3 separate regions of the Mus musculus genome follow, and all the other regions are linked to region 1. A link is a contact called in public Hi-C data. All regions are on one chromosome and are shown on one strand. Each heading gives the region's core, a stretch centred on a gene start, on an enhancer-like site or on the middle of the called end of the contact. The rest is flanking DNA. Distances are from core to core; before and after follow the strand shown. Region 1 overlaps Lmbrd1 (LMBR1 domain containing 1). Region 2 overlaps Adgrb3 (adhesion G protein-coupled receptor B3). Region 3 overlaps Adgrb3 (adhesion G protein-coupled receptor B3).

Evidence for each region. A called contact is a pair of places that touch in the nucleus more often than the background predicts.
Region 2: a contact with region 1 is called in a Hi-C map of cortical neurons, with 2.0 times the contacts expected there. The contact joins two enhancer-like sites. A contact is called at or near these places in 2 of 484 Hi-C or Micro-C datasets (cerebellum and cortical neurons) and 1 of 115 datasets of contacts at active chromatin or transcription factors (embryonic midbrain).
Region 3: a contact with region 1 is called in a Hi-C map of cerebellum, with 1.8 times the contacts expected there. The contact joins two enhancer-like sites.

What each region holds. Positions count from the first base shown.
Region 1 is chr1:24,756,353-24,760,886 of GRCm38.p6, reverse strand. The region is part of intron 14 of Lmbrd1 (LMBR1 domain containing 1); the gene reads right to left. Among named protein-coding and RNA genes, the nearest start is that of Lmbrd1, 80 kb to the right of the region's middle. Within about 2 kb of position 2,301, at least 12 of the 459 cell types and tissues checked have an H3K27ac peak or open chromatin away from gene starts, as enhancers often do. A contact at or near this core is called in cerebellum and cortical neurons, where this site is marked.
Region 2 is chr1:25,226,270-25,230,803 of GRCm38.p6, reverse strand. It overlaps Adgrb3 (adhesion G protein-coupled receptor B3), which reads left to right. Exons shown (of 31, transcript NM_175642.4): 17 at 2,257-2,383; 18 at 3,981-4,084. Among named protein-coding and RNA genes, the nearest start is that of Gm20172, 49 kb to the left of the region's middle. Within about 2 kb of position 2,308, at least 104 of the 459 cell types and tissues checked have an H3K27ac peak or open chromatin away from gene starts, as enhancers often do. A contact at or near this core is called in cerebellum and cortical neurons, where this site is marked.
Region 3 is chr1:25,083,424-25,087,957 of GRCm38.p6, reverse strand. It overlaps Adgrb3 (adhesion G protein-coupled receptor B3), which reads left to right. Exons shown (of 31, transcript NM_175642.4): 29 at 3,679-3,714. Among named protein-coding and RNA genes, the nearest start is that of Gm29414, 58 kb to the right of the region's middle. Within about 2 kb of position 2,112, at least 29 of the 459 cell types and tissues checked have an H3K27ac peak or open chromatin away from gene starts, as enhancers often do. A contact at or near this core is called in cerebellum, where this site is marked.

The sequences.
Region 1 (4,534 bases), core at 1,052-3,551:
CCCAGGCTTCCCTCAGATCGTTCCTACTTTCATGGGAATTGTGTTTATTTGTTTAGTTTTCAGGCAGCGTCTTCCCATGTAGTCCAGGCAGCTCTCACCATCCTCCCACCTCAGATTCCTGAATGCTGAGATTACAGACCTGCACCACACCTGGCTCTAAACAAGTCTTTGCCCTCCTTTGACCATTTTTTTTTTTTTAGGCTGGGAAAAAGTGCACCAGAGGAAACTCATGGACTGGAAGTTATTTCTTACTTTCCTCTGCTCCTACTACATTTTGCTCTCACTTCAATTATAGAATTATTCCACAGAAATGCACAGTAATACGATGAACCAGTTTGCTCCTTACTTACTCTAAAGGCCCCACAGGGCATGCAGGATGATGCAGTAGAATAGAATCTAGGACGAGGCTGGCCTGACTGAGTCTGGATTGCTGAACAGAACCCTCTCTAATTTTCAGACTTGTCAATAGTCTAAGGATGCTAAAACAATAGCCTTGCGTGCATGTTCACAATGAAGGGTAACTAGCATAGCCGGGGCTGTGAGTGAGGCTCAGCACCACAGCCTGAGAGTGACACAGCGACTGTCACTCAGCCCCTTTGCCACGTAAACTATGGAGCCTGTGCATTGTACAGAACAGTTTCACCCTTTCTTCCCAGGCTCACCACATAGAGTAAATGAAATATCAAGAAACCTGGGCTTAGTGACAGCTACTATTTTTCCTTATTTTTTGACTAAGTATAATGAAATTCACGATAAGACAAGTTGCAAGAGCTGCAAAATGAAGCAGACAACAACTCTTAACACTCTGTGGATGCCCCACCATAGTGAGGAAGGATTTCTCTGGCAGGAGAATCATCGCCAGATTGCATATCTTCATTATTTTTCTCTACATAGAGTTGAAACAAAGCAGGTTAAGCAAAATTTAGATGTGACCATTTCGGCAACAAGATACACTGTTAAGAAGTAAGCTCCCCTTTAAAATAGGCAAGAAGAATGCTTATATAGGAAGAGAGCTATAGGTTGCAAGGTAGGAAAAGTTATTTAAAATTTTGATTGGGAGTCTCCCAGGAGATTATTTCTCTCTCTCTCTCTCTCTCTCTCTCTCTCTCTCTCTCTCTCTCTGTGTGTGTGTGTGTGTGTGTGTGTGTGTATGTGTGTGTATGTATGATTTGTTTCCAGAGAGACGTATGGAGGAGCTAATTGGATGTGGGCGTTATCATCCTCTAGACTGCTCCCAGACTGAATAAGGAGGAGACAGCAAGCTGGACACTGCATTTATTTGTTTTCTGGCTCCAGACACAATGGAGCTAGCCACCATACTGCACCATTTTGAAGGAATGTATCTCTTCTTAAACCTAAGCCCAAATAAACCCGTCTCCCCTTCTACTACCTTTGTCACAGTAACAAAAACCACAACTAATATAAAATTATTTAAAGCCAAGAGCAGTATCTTCCCTGGCTAAGTATTACGTGCAAGTATAAAACTGCCTGGGAAATGTCACTCGGAAGTCTCACGGTGAACGGCAGAGTAAACAGAGACGCAGAAGTTCTCTTCATTTCCACACTAGAAGACATGTTGGGAGTTAAGACTTGACTGAATTAGGCTCTCAGGGCCAGGAGAGGGATTAGAGGACAGCAGCTGAGCGGACAGAAGCAAGCACAAATGAAATCCCATCATTCTGTCCCAGAGGCCTAGTAATCCACTCAGTGACATTTGAAACTGTCTTAGACCGGATTACCTGGACCACCACCAAAACTGTATCTTAAATATTTTTCCCAACCACATTGTTTACGTGTTTTCCATGTTTTAAAAGTGTGCCTTTGATGCAAGCTTCCTAAAATTCAGGTGAAAATATTGTTAGTGTTTGGCTTTGTTGTAAAAAACAAAGCTACCCTAAAAACCCATGCACTAGCATACAATAGAATTTGTTATCTTTATGTGCTTGCTACATTGAGTTTATTTACATAGAGTGGCATACACTCAGAGAATAATGCTTGCAAACGAGCTCTGTGCTGCTATTTCACGCCAAGAGATGATTCCGCACTGAACAAAGGGAGAGATCCTTGTTCACCATCTGCCAGTGTCCAGCTGCTCACCTCCATCACCGGCACGTAGCACATGAAGCATAGCTCTAGCTCTTGATGTTATCCAAGAAGATGACAGCAAAACAACTGAACTTTCTTTAACCTTCAAAGCCAAGTTACGATGGAGAGATGGCTCAGTGGCAAAGTGCATGCTGTGCAGGTTTGAGGACCTGAGTCTGGAGCAGGGCACAGGAGCAGGCATCGGGAACTTCAGTACTCTCTGGGTGAGATGGGAGGTGCTGATGAGGATCCTGTAATCCTCATAGCCTGGCTAGCCTGCGGCTGAGGATGAGTGACGCTGCCTCAGATCTCACCCAAGTGGAAAGTGAAGGCCAACCAGAAGTTGTCTTGACATATACACACACATACATACCAGCATGCACCCACACACGCAAATACATGGGCAGGTGAGTGCACACATACATGCACACACACACAGTGAGAGAGACAGACAGACACTGAATTGGTGGATGACCAGTGTGGGGTTGTGTCTTAAAATTAGAAGCAGTCAGGAGTCTGACCATTGTCATGGAAAAAGGCATACAAAGTTCCAACCACTAAAGACTAAATGCTTAGCATGAAAACTTAAAACTTGTTTTTCTCTTGGAGTATACAAGTTAAGTGCTGAGCAAGCGCACCATGAGCCCATGAGTAAAATGGAAAGCCTTTTTAAAGTCTCCAGTTTGCTTCCTTCCGCCACTGCTTCTCACAGGCTATCAGAAACAGATGTAACAAAACCACTATGTCAGAGCAAGATTTATCTTACCTGGTCATTCTAATTTTACACATTTCTTCCTTTTTGTACCACTAAAGGCATTTTTTAATGCACGTTGACTTTCGCTAAAATAGCGCTGATTAATAGCTGTAATAACAACACTTTTTATTTTAAGTTTACTTTTACTAAGCAGCGTCAATGTACTGCACAGCTAAGAGCATTTCCAGGGTTTCTGGGTAAAAGGTGTAATCACAATTGAGTCATCGTGTTAAACTGTTACCAAGAACTAACATAGATATTTAGACTCTGCATTTGTAATTATTTATCAAGACATTTTTTTTATCAAAAATGTAATTATGTATTAAATGGTTAAAACAAAGAAAATACCCCGTGAAGAACAGCCTGAGCATGGGAGAAAGGATCGCGAAGGCAGGAGATGTGTGCATGCAGGAAACTCTGGGATCTTTACCACACACATGAACTACATACATCTGAAACGATCTGAGACACATGTAAAGCCAGACACGTGAGGAGAAGAAAAGAGGAAACTGCAACAGACAGCAAAGCTGAACTAATGAAGTTAAAGCTGAATAAACGCCACACAGCTGAATCAGCATTTCATGAAATCTCATGGAAGGTCTAGATAAAGGGAAATGAGACATGATGTACATTAAAGATGATAGAAGCCTAAAGAAAACAATTTTATTATATTTTAAGAATATATGGGGCTGGTAAGATGGCTCAGTAGGTAAGAGCACCCGATTGCTCTTCCAAAGTTCCTGAGTTCAAATCCCAGCAACCACATGGTGGCTCACAACCATCAGTAACGAGATCTAACTCCCTCTTCTGGAATGTCTGAAGACAGCTACAGTGTACTTACATATAATAAATAAATAAATAAATAAATAAATAAATAAATAAATGAATCTTAATATATGTACATTATATATATGTATAATATATATATATATACATATATATGAATGAGGCTGGTGAGATGGCTCAGCAGTTAAGAGCCCTGAGCACTCTTCCAGAGGTCCTGAGTTCAATTTTCAGAAACCACATGGTGGGCTCAAAACCATTTGTAAATCATATCAAATATGTAAATCATATGCAAATCATATCAAAATCTGATGCCCTCTTCTGGTATAAATAAAATAAATAAATCTTTTAAAAACAAAAAGAATATATGAACCATACTAGGCTAATAAAGAGAATCTGTCAGATATTTTATGCTGGCGAGCAAGTTTTATAGTGACCAGTTTTTAACATTTTATTTATTTTTATGTGTACTGATGTTGTGCCTGCATGTATGTCTGTGTGAGGGCATCAGATCTTGGAGTTACAGACAGTGGTGAGCTGCCATTTGAGTGCTGGGAATTGAACCTGTGTCCTCTGGGAGAGTAGTCAGTGCTCTTAACAGCTAAGCCATCTCTCTAGCCCCTCCAGATGATTACATTTCAGGTTTAAGCTAAGCATGTGGTCACACTTGTAATCCCAGCACGAGGGTGTGGAGGCAGGAAGATGTTACACAGAGTGAAGACAGCCTGTGCTACTTTGAATCATCTCAAAACAAAGGGTGGGGCTGCAGAGATTCTTTAAAACATTTCTGGGGTGCTAAAATATATGCCTTGCTCCTTTAAGAAAGAATGTTTCCATTTCATTTATATCACCAATTGACCACATAAAACTTGGCATATTATATTCACATAAACCCAGGGTCTCATTAGACTG
Region 2 (4,534 bases), core at 1,059-3,558, 470 kb before region 1:
ATGAAGCGTCATCTATCTCATGTTGAGGGAAAGTATAGAGGAGAGTGAAAGGTTGTCTCTTGGAGCCAAAATTAGTTACTTCTTAATTCTGCCTGGGGCTAGGGAAGGTTAGCCATCCAATCACTGTACAGAGTAAAGCAAACTGACCCACTTTTAAAAAGATGTCTTCTAACATTTACGTGATCTTCAGAGTTTGGCAACATTGTATTGAACCCAGACTTCACATCTGACGGTCAGAGTAGGATGTTGCTAATATCTTGAGTAATGAACTCTCATTAGATGTACATAAATACATAACTTTCTCTACTTTGAAGTCTTATTTACAGTAAAGTTCTTTTCCTTGTCAAGATATTGGATTTGTTTGTGGGACATAAATGCATCATGTGGATGTCATAAGTACTTAGACTCCATCTTGAGAGGACAGTTATTGCAGTAAAGCAAATCTGCCATCCAGAATGAACAAAGGAATTGTTGTGTTTTAAAACTCGTCAGGTTCTTAAGTATATCTTCTTCCTTAAAATGCTGAGCAGCTGAGATAAATGATTTTCATTTGGTCTTGACTGTTTGCCACAAAGAAAAGATCAGAGACATACAGCTAATGAAATAGGTTATTTGGTACATGTCTGTGATTAAGTACAATTACAATTCAAAACAGTTGTACCTGAAGTAAAACTAGATTTAGTTTTAAAAGATAACTTGGCATGCTTGAGTGATGTCATGGAAGGCTTACAAAATTCTGAAGTGGCCAACACTCTGGGGTTTCTTTGTTTTGTTTTCATTAAGATAGGGCATAATTTTTACCTAATCATTCCCAAATATAGTGTGTCCTTTCTTGATATCATCCCATGAATATTCAAAAGGGACTGCTTATAGACTCCAAAAAGGGATAGTGTAAACTGTACTCTGTAGCTTAAGTTGGAAGTCCAAGTGTGAGAGACAAACCCTCACTGATATGAAACGGACTATATGCACATTTAAGCCAGTGACCTCAGGCATTAAAAACTGTTACAGGCAAAATCAAAGGTACATAGAAACTAACACTAATCCATGTGAGGTTTCCCCTTCAAGTTTTAGAGTCACTTTTTAACACATATAGTAACTTGGCTAAAATATTTAACTACACTCACACATACAGGTTTCCTAGCTGGAGAGTTTCCATGCCTGGGGGGAGGGGAGGTGACAATTGGTGCATTCTATACAGAGCACGTGTAAGGATAATAAAGTTGATTGGTTGAGCCTTGCAGCTCGCCCTTTTCCTCTCTGTCTACAGAGTAGTTCAGCAGGGGGGCGGGGGCGGGGGGGGGTGACAGGGTTCTCCCCCATCACCACCAGCTCTACTAACGAGACGTAGGTTGATACCATTTTTATTGTTCTGCTGGGGTGGGAAAGAAACCATATGCTTTAGCATTTTAAATGGCTACACCAAAGAGAAAACTGAACCAGACCCCCTCCCCCATCCTGCTGGACTTTGGGGTGGGTTTATTCTAAATATTCGGTGGACTTGGAATTAGCTTAATGTTTCTGTGCTTGGACAAAGAGGCAGTTGAGGGCAAGTAATATTAAGGGGCTTTAGAAGAGCGTTCGAATAAGTGAAGTGTGGAGTGGGAGCTTAATCTGAAGCCCACCCCTCCCTGGATACCAGGCAAAGGCAGTGAGAGTCGGAACCAGCTGATACCTCTTCCCGTTTCCAGGGTGAAATTTTCACAGCAGCTAATTCTAAAGGGAAGAAAAATCCCTTACCAGCAGCGGGGAAGATCATATCACCCAACCCAAGCTATGTAACCTTTTAGGCAGGCTTTTCAGAGAAATCCGCATTTTAAAAGACAGCATTCACGGTCCAAACCACGGGCCTGGAATCAGAGCTGGTATGAAAATATGAAAAGCCTCTTTACACTCTGAGTGTTTGAAACGATCCGATGAGCATAGCAAGTGTCTGCCAACGCTCGGCGGCTGCTGGTGCCGCTGCCGCCGCCGCTGTTTCTCGCAGAGGGCTGGACAGAGCTAGTCCTGATTTCAGCACCTCCGGCGCTGGACAGCTCTCTGCACGCCGCACCACCGCCTGCTTGCTTTTTTCCCACTCTCGCTTTGCATTACTGGAGATGCATCTAAATTACGTCCTGTTCAACAACAAGTAGATTTTTTTTTTCCTGTACGGGAATTACAGTAGGCGATTCTCTCAATTAAACTGCATTTTCTTCTTTACGGACTTGGCTGTCAGGCGTATTTATCCCGATCTCCCCTCCACCCCCTTTGCAGGAACGAGTCTTTGGGAACGTGGTCCACCCAGGGATGTAAAACTGTGCTTACCGATGCATCCCATACGAAATGCTTATGTGATCGGCTCTCTACCTTCGCCATTTTGGCTCAGCAACCTAGAGAAATAGTAAGTAACAAAGGGAAAACACGGCTTTAATGCAAAGGCAGGGACATTGTGGCGAGTGTTTCTCCAGGGAACTGCATTTCAAAGGGGGAAATAGAAAAGGTTGCAGGGTGGCAAAATCGGGTTGTTCTCCTCAGCTACAGTAGCTTGGCGAATTGAATTCTAGTTGGTGTGCGATAACTAAATCCTACTCAATTTTATGTCTTATAACTTGGCATTTCTGTAGTATAGTTTTGGAGATCTACTCTGATATCAGTAATATTCTGCAAACTTTCAAATAAAAATAATTGCCAACTCAAGGTTTATTTTAAAACTGGAATGCTGTTCTAGGGGAAATTGTGACAATGCTGTTAGGAGTAGAAAGAAGACCCCAGCCACTAGAGCTGAACACATTGCAGATCTGCATTGGATATTTCCAGCACAGGTTTTCTGAGGGTGTCCTTGGATACATGTGTATTTTTAAATCGAATTAAGTTTTCATGGAGACATGGTTGTTTGGAACTGTAAAATCATTCCTTAAAAGCATGTAGATTTTTGCAAAGGAAGAAAGAAAAGAAAAATTAGTTTCTGAAAGAAAGAGCTGTACAGAGCAGTCTAAGAGAAAAATAATGTTCTCACCAAATGTATTTTGAGAAAATTTTACAGAAAATTAAAATAATGACAAATAGATACTCTGATATATAAGACTTTCTGCCTGAATCTGGCCTAAAAGTATCACTACTTTTGCTTATTTTAATGATACGTATACCTAATAATTTGATACAAATTTTGTGACACAGTTAACCATACAGTGTATTGCTTCAAACTTCTAATATAAAAATTTATGAAAACCAACTGAATTCATTAGTTATGGTCATGCTACTGTCTAAGAAAGGAAGAAGCTATTTGGACCAGTGGGTATTAGTACTGTTTATATATGTTTTTAAAGATATAAGCTTATTTTTCAAGGTCATGGTTTTAGGGACTGATAGTGGCACTATGCAAATTATCTCCACATACTTTGTTCATAGGGGGAAATATAATTGAAGGGCTTAAGCATAGCATCCTATTTTCTTCTGTATACTTGGAAGCCAAGCAAGTGAAATTTCATGTGAGAATTCTTGACTCAGAACAAAGTTGTCAAAAGTCAGAAAGTTTCAGATTTTTCAGTAACTGTGCACCAGATTTGGGTAACATAAGGATTTATAAATGGGAGTAGCAAGATAAATCTCACCAAGAATCATATGGAGAAATAACTAAACTGTACTTAGTTAAAAAAAAAAACCAAATGAACATGCTGCTTCAGATTTCACTCAAAGTCTCACCTATGAGTGATGATTACGTTATAGCTTGGGGTCTTGGAGACAACTCTAAGTGATGGGCTGTAACCAAGCATTTGAAACTCTAAGGCTTTCTTACTTCACAGTGTGAGGGAAGGGGGAGCTAGTCCTTGTAGAGCTTCAGGATGTGTGAACTGAGTGTTCTGTGGTTAAGTATCTGGTAACTATAACAACTATCTGTGCTATTCCTGAGTGATCACTTACTTTCTCTGAGTCTAGAATTTTATTTTTTGTTCATGTAAATTTTCTTTTTCTTTTCTTCCCCCCCCCTCAACTTACAGGTCATGGAATCCTCTGGTACCCCCTCAGTTACCCTCATAGTAGGCAGTGGCCTCTCCTGCCTGGCCTTGATAACTCTAGCAGTTGTGTACGCAGCACTATGGAGGTATGTAATTAGTGGGTAGACCTGAGGTAAAGAACTCAGTTTCTCTGCATTAGAACAGTGATTGTAAGAACAAATGTCTACTGTCTTCATCATATATGAGAACCAGAATTTTTATAACAGAATTAAGATTTCTGTGCTAGAACTGGAACACATGAACCATATTTATCTAATCTTCTGTCTTTTATTTGTCTGTGATAAAGATTAATAAACAAAACACGCATGCATACTTTTCTTCTAGAACATGACTGTAGACTTTGATGAGTTCACATGTAAACACAACTCTCTTCTCTCTTAAGTTTCTTCTCTGTGTGGATTATGTTTATATCAGCTGCTGTTGAACCTCAGAACTTAATTGGTACACTTGCAATCCTCTCTCTACAGGAATAGGGTATCAAGTTCTCAAGTGCCAAGCATGCTTTGTGTGAGCCTGGTCCAAGGAGTAAAGTCTTC
Region 3 (4,534 bases), core at 863-3,362, 330 kb before region 1:
TCTTTTAAGTACTGCACAGGAAAGGAGGGTGTGTTTCAACTTACCTGGAAGTGAAGGCTACATAGACAGAATGGTTTATGTCTTCACACACACACACACACACACACACACAAATCAACATCACATTGGATTGTTTTAATTTTACATGTAGCATTTCTTAAAACTTACCCAACTATTTGTGAAGAAAAAAATCAAGAAGCTTAGTTGATTCTCATTGTTTAAATCTTTGGTCAGAGCTGAGGGCGTGTCTCAGTCAGGAATGAGCTTGCATTGAGGGTGTGAGGACTTCATTTCAGCCCCTTGATCCTTGATCAGGTGTAGTGTCACCTGTGTATAACCCCAATACTGGGAAGATAGAAACAGACAAGGTCCTGGAGCTCTGCCCAACCATACTCGGTGAAATCTAGACCAGGGACAGACCCCGGTCCCCCCAAACAAACAAACAAGCAAACAAGTAAACCAAATGACACACGGTAGCTGAGGGACAGCTGAGGCCCTCTAGCCTCCACATACATGCGTACACACCCAGAAGCCTGTGTATACACATGTGAACACACATGCAAAACAAGCAAACACTGTCTTTATTTCTAAGCACTTTTTATGCCTTACAGTGGCCTTCTACAAGGCCCAGAAGAACATTTGAATAAACACGTAAGTGGGTCACAGTCTCAGCAAACTCTAGCCTCAAAAGACTTCCCAGAACATCTCATGGATATGCACACAGGGTAGACACAGGCAAAATCAAAATGCATTGGGATCTTTCTGATATCCCACTTTGTACTACGAGCATCTGACACGTAAGACAAACTGAACTTCTCAGTAACAAGAGTCACATCTGTTTGTTATCGTAGCATTGCCTCATTATCTATTTGAATAAGCATTTTGTTTTTGTTTTGTTTTTACAAAACACAGATTTTCTGAGAAATAACGACCATCAAATTGGCTTTTTTTTCTTCTTCTTCAAAATATAATTAGCCTGAAATGGTTAGTCCGTTTGACCTTGCTTTATTCTTCTAACATATTTCAGTACCACTACTGTGAAATGCGGACTACCACGGCCATCTAGTATTATCTTGCTGAGTTCCAGAACAGCATGCTGCAGACATCTTGTTTGTAAAATATTATCCTACATATTGGAGCTGGTGAGATCTTATGTAGAAAGCACTGGACTCTGAACCAGACCTGAGTTTTTATCACAGTTCACTTACTTACCTCCCGGGTGACTTGGTCAAATTATTTTTAACTTCTCTGGCTCTTAGTTACATTCATTCATAAAATGACACCGTTTTCCCAACCATCTGAAGTCTGGTTAGTATGTTCAAATGTGAAAACACTTTATTAGGTGCACATAGATTGGAATACTCAGTATTGTGGGGAAGTAGCCATACATACCTACCCCTACCACACACACACACACATTTGATTTGATTGCTTGACACATTTTCCATGCTATCTGATCTTTAAACCTCCATGATTTATTTTGTAGCCATCTCCACCACACCCCATCACCAGGTTTTGATTAAAATTTTCTCATTCCTTCATCTAATCCTTGTAGCCTGCCAGCCCTGCTATGCCCTTTGGTAGCATCTAATTTTAACGAAATTACATGGGAGAGAAAGAAAAATGTTGCACATCGACATAGGCGTTGGAATCTGTTGCTGGGGCTCTTTGGGTTCCCATACTTTCTTCTTGCTCCTATAACATAAAGCTTTTTGGCACCGTGTATGCATCCAAATCCTCAATTCCTAGGCAGCACTGCCTTGTGATCCAAAACAAATGCAGCAACATATGGTCGTTTTCACCTTTGGCAACAGAGAGCCCCTCGGTGCATAGAGCAGAAGGCTCTCTCTGTCTTCAAGCTGACTGAACCATTTTTGCAAGATTCCATCAGTTACGTTTCAGATGAAGAAACAAAAGCTCATGACTAATGTTTTATAATAATTGCTTTTAACTAAATGTGTCCATGCTTAGATTTTTCTTAACACATATTTATTAAAGAAAAAAAGGAAAAGAAAAAGCTTTGCTGAACCACAGTGCCAAGAAGGCTGGGTGTGCATGGGAGAGAAGAATGGGAGCGCTGACGTTCAGTCTAGCAGAATGCTGCACAGTGCGAGGCGGAGCCAGGTTTATTTGGATGTGTTCTTTCATTGCTGCCTCTTCCAGGATGTCACCAGGACAAAGGCAGCACGCTGTTGGAGACAAGGAGAACACAAGAGGGCATCATGTTTAGTTTCCACTTCCACAAGGCGTTCCCGATTTCCTCTCTCTCCTCAGTATTCCATCAAGCCTGGATTTCTGGTGCTCAGCAGTTTCACCACAATGAGATTATGTCAGAAGTGTCCCGGGTCCTCCTTAAGTCCTTCTGTCTGCTGAAAACATGTTCCGAGATTAGGCTGCACAGGAGGTCCTGGTTTTATAATGACAATTTTAGCTCTAGCTGCAGGAAAGTCATATTTTTTTAATAACACTCATAACAGTCATAATGGCAACTAGATCTGCCATAAATCTGCAGTCGAAACCCTGAGAAGCCAGTGATGTTAAGGTTGTCGATATTGAGCTGGGAGTTGGGAGGTGGGGGTGGGGGGACAAAACATGATCTGGCCAGAAAGACTGTACGTTCCCTTAGGTTCCCTCCCCAACTCCCTCAGGGAGGGGCAGGGGGGAGTCTACTTAAAGAAAAAGCACAGCAGAAATTTTCTTTGTTCTCTAAAACTGTGGAGATCTTTTTATAAATTTACAGGCATCTCCCTCTCCACCTCATCCATTTTAAGAATCGGTGGCTTCCTGGAGCAGATGCTAAAAATACCATCTCCATACTGATATCATGAAAGTCCCATTATCACATGAGCTCACATCCACTTTGTTTTAATCATACTTCCTGATTGTATCAAGCCCACTGACTAATTACTTTATTTCATCAATGCACGTGTACCTATAACTAGATTTGGGTGTTTAACAGATTTAGAGTCTGAGAGAAACACTGTGAGACAGTGTGTTGGGGTGTAGAATATCTGTTGCTTGACTAAATAGGAATTAAAGACAAAAACAAGCAAACAAACAAAAAAATGTTCACTTCCTAAGAACTAGCAACAAGAAGCGTTTTGGCAGGAGATGACCTAATTTTGAGAAATTTGTACAAGACTGACATATAAACATCAGAGCATAACCAGACGGGCAGGCAGGGTTTGCTTGACATCAAGTGTGGTTTTTAGAACACTGGAAGCTGAAGCAAGAAGCCCCTAAATTCTGAGAACAGCCTGAGCTACAAAGCAAGAGCATATTTAAAAATAATCTGGGTGTCTGTTGGGGGACGTCTAAAAGTACAGAGGTTATTTTCCCAATTTTACGTTTAGTCCTCCACGTCTGCAAAGTGGTTTTTGTTAAAACTGGAACCATTTCCGGATTGAATGAAAATACATTTCACTGAAAACGAGCATTAGTACCCAAAGTTAAAAAAAAAAAAATGTAATATCCTCTACCTTTAAGTGAAGTTCGAGGTGAAAATGGAAACATACTGATGGAATATTTTCAAGTCAGAAAAATAATCTTAATGGAATCATATAACAGGGTTATTAATAATACTGGGATTATTTTCATTGAATGTAATGATGTCCATTGGTTTAAGTGACTAAACATAACTTTATTGTTTTTCTCCTTCCTCTAAAAACAAACTCACAGAGAAGAAAATCGCGGTATTCTGACCTTGACTTTGAGGTGAGTTCCTATGTATTACTTTGTAAATTTAATTATTGAATTCAAGATCGCTTTATAACTGCTCAAACGTAGCACTGTATGGAGCTCTAAAACGAGGATCCTTACTGTTCCCACGACTGGAAGAAAATGATTTAGAGTTGTGATGACTCCTCCAAGGAAATGCTCAACTGACGTTTTCTAGTCAAGGAAAGACCTACTTTATGACTGTTAGCAGTAGATAACTTATAGTGGAATCGAATCAGTCCATTCAAGTCAGTGGACGTGGGAATGCCAATTTCCTAAGTTTTTTTTTTTTGTTTTTTTAACCTAAGTCATTTTTTTCCAGTTTTACTACAGGAATGACCTGTAGAAATCCCAAGGGGATGCCTTGGCGGGTAGGCAAGTCCACGTCTGCGGCTCGCTCACTTGTCTTGTACTGTGGTTCCTGTCCTTAGGGTCTCGGGTGTACATTTGGCAGCATTTTCCCAGTAGCTAGTATTGGTGTAATGTGTGCCTGTGTTTGCTAAATGTCTTTTCACAGATATAAACAAGATGAAGATTTTCATTTTCTAATTTGCATTGAATTTATATTGATGCTGGTATTGGTACTGGAAGTCACAAAAATGATACTGTCTAAGCAGCTTACGCTTAAGTACAAAATTAATGATCTTTAAGTATCACATAAATGCACTTATGCGGCTTGGTAATTGGATGAGATTCATAGCCTGCTGACATAATTGGGCATAATATAGGATAAATTTCTCCAACATATCTGTACCCTTGTGATGCATACATAGAACACAATAGTCTAAACAGATATTCCTGAAATTATAGAGGCCTC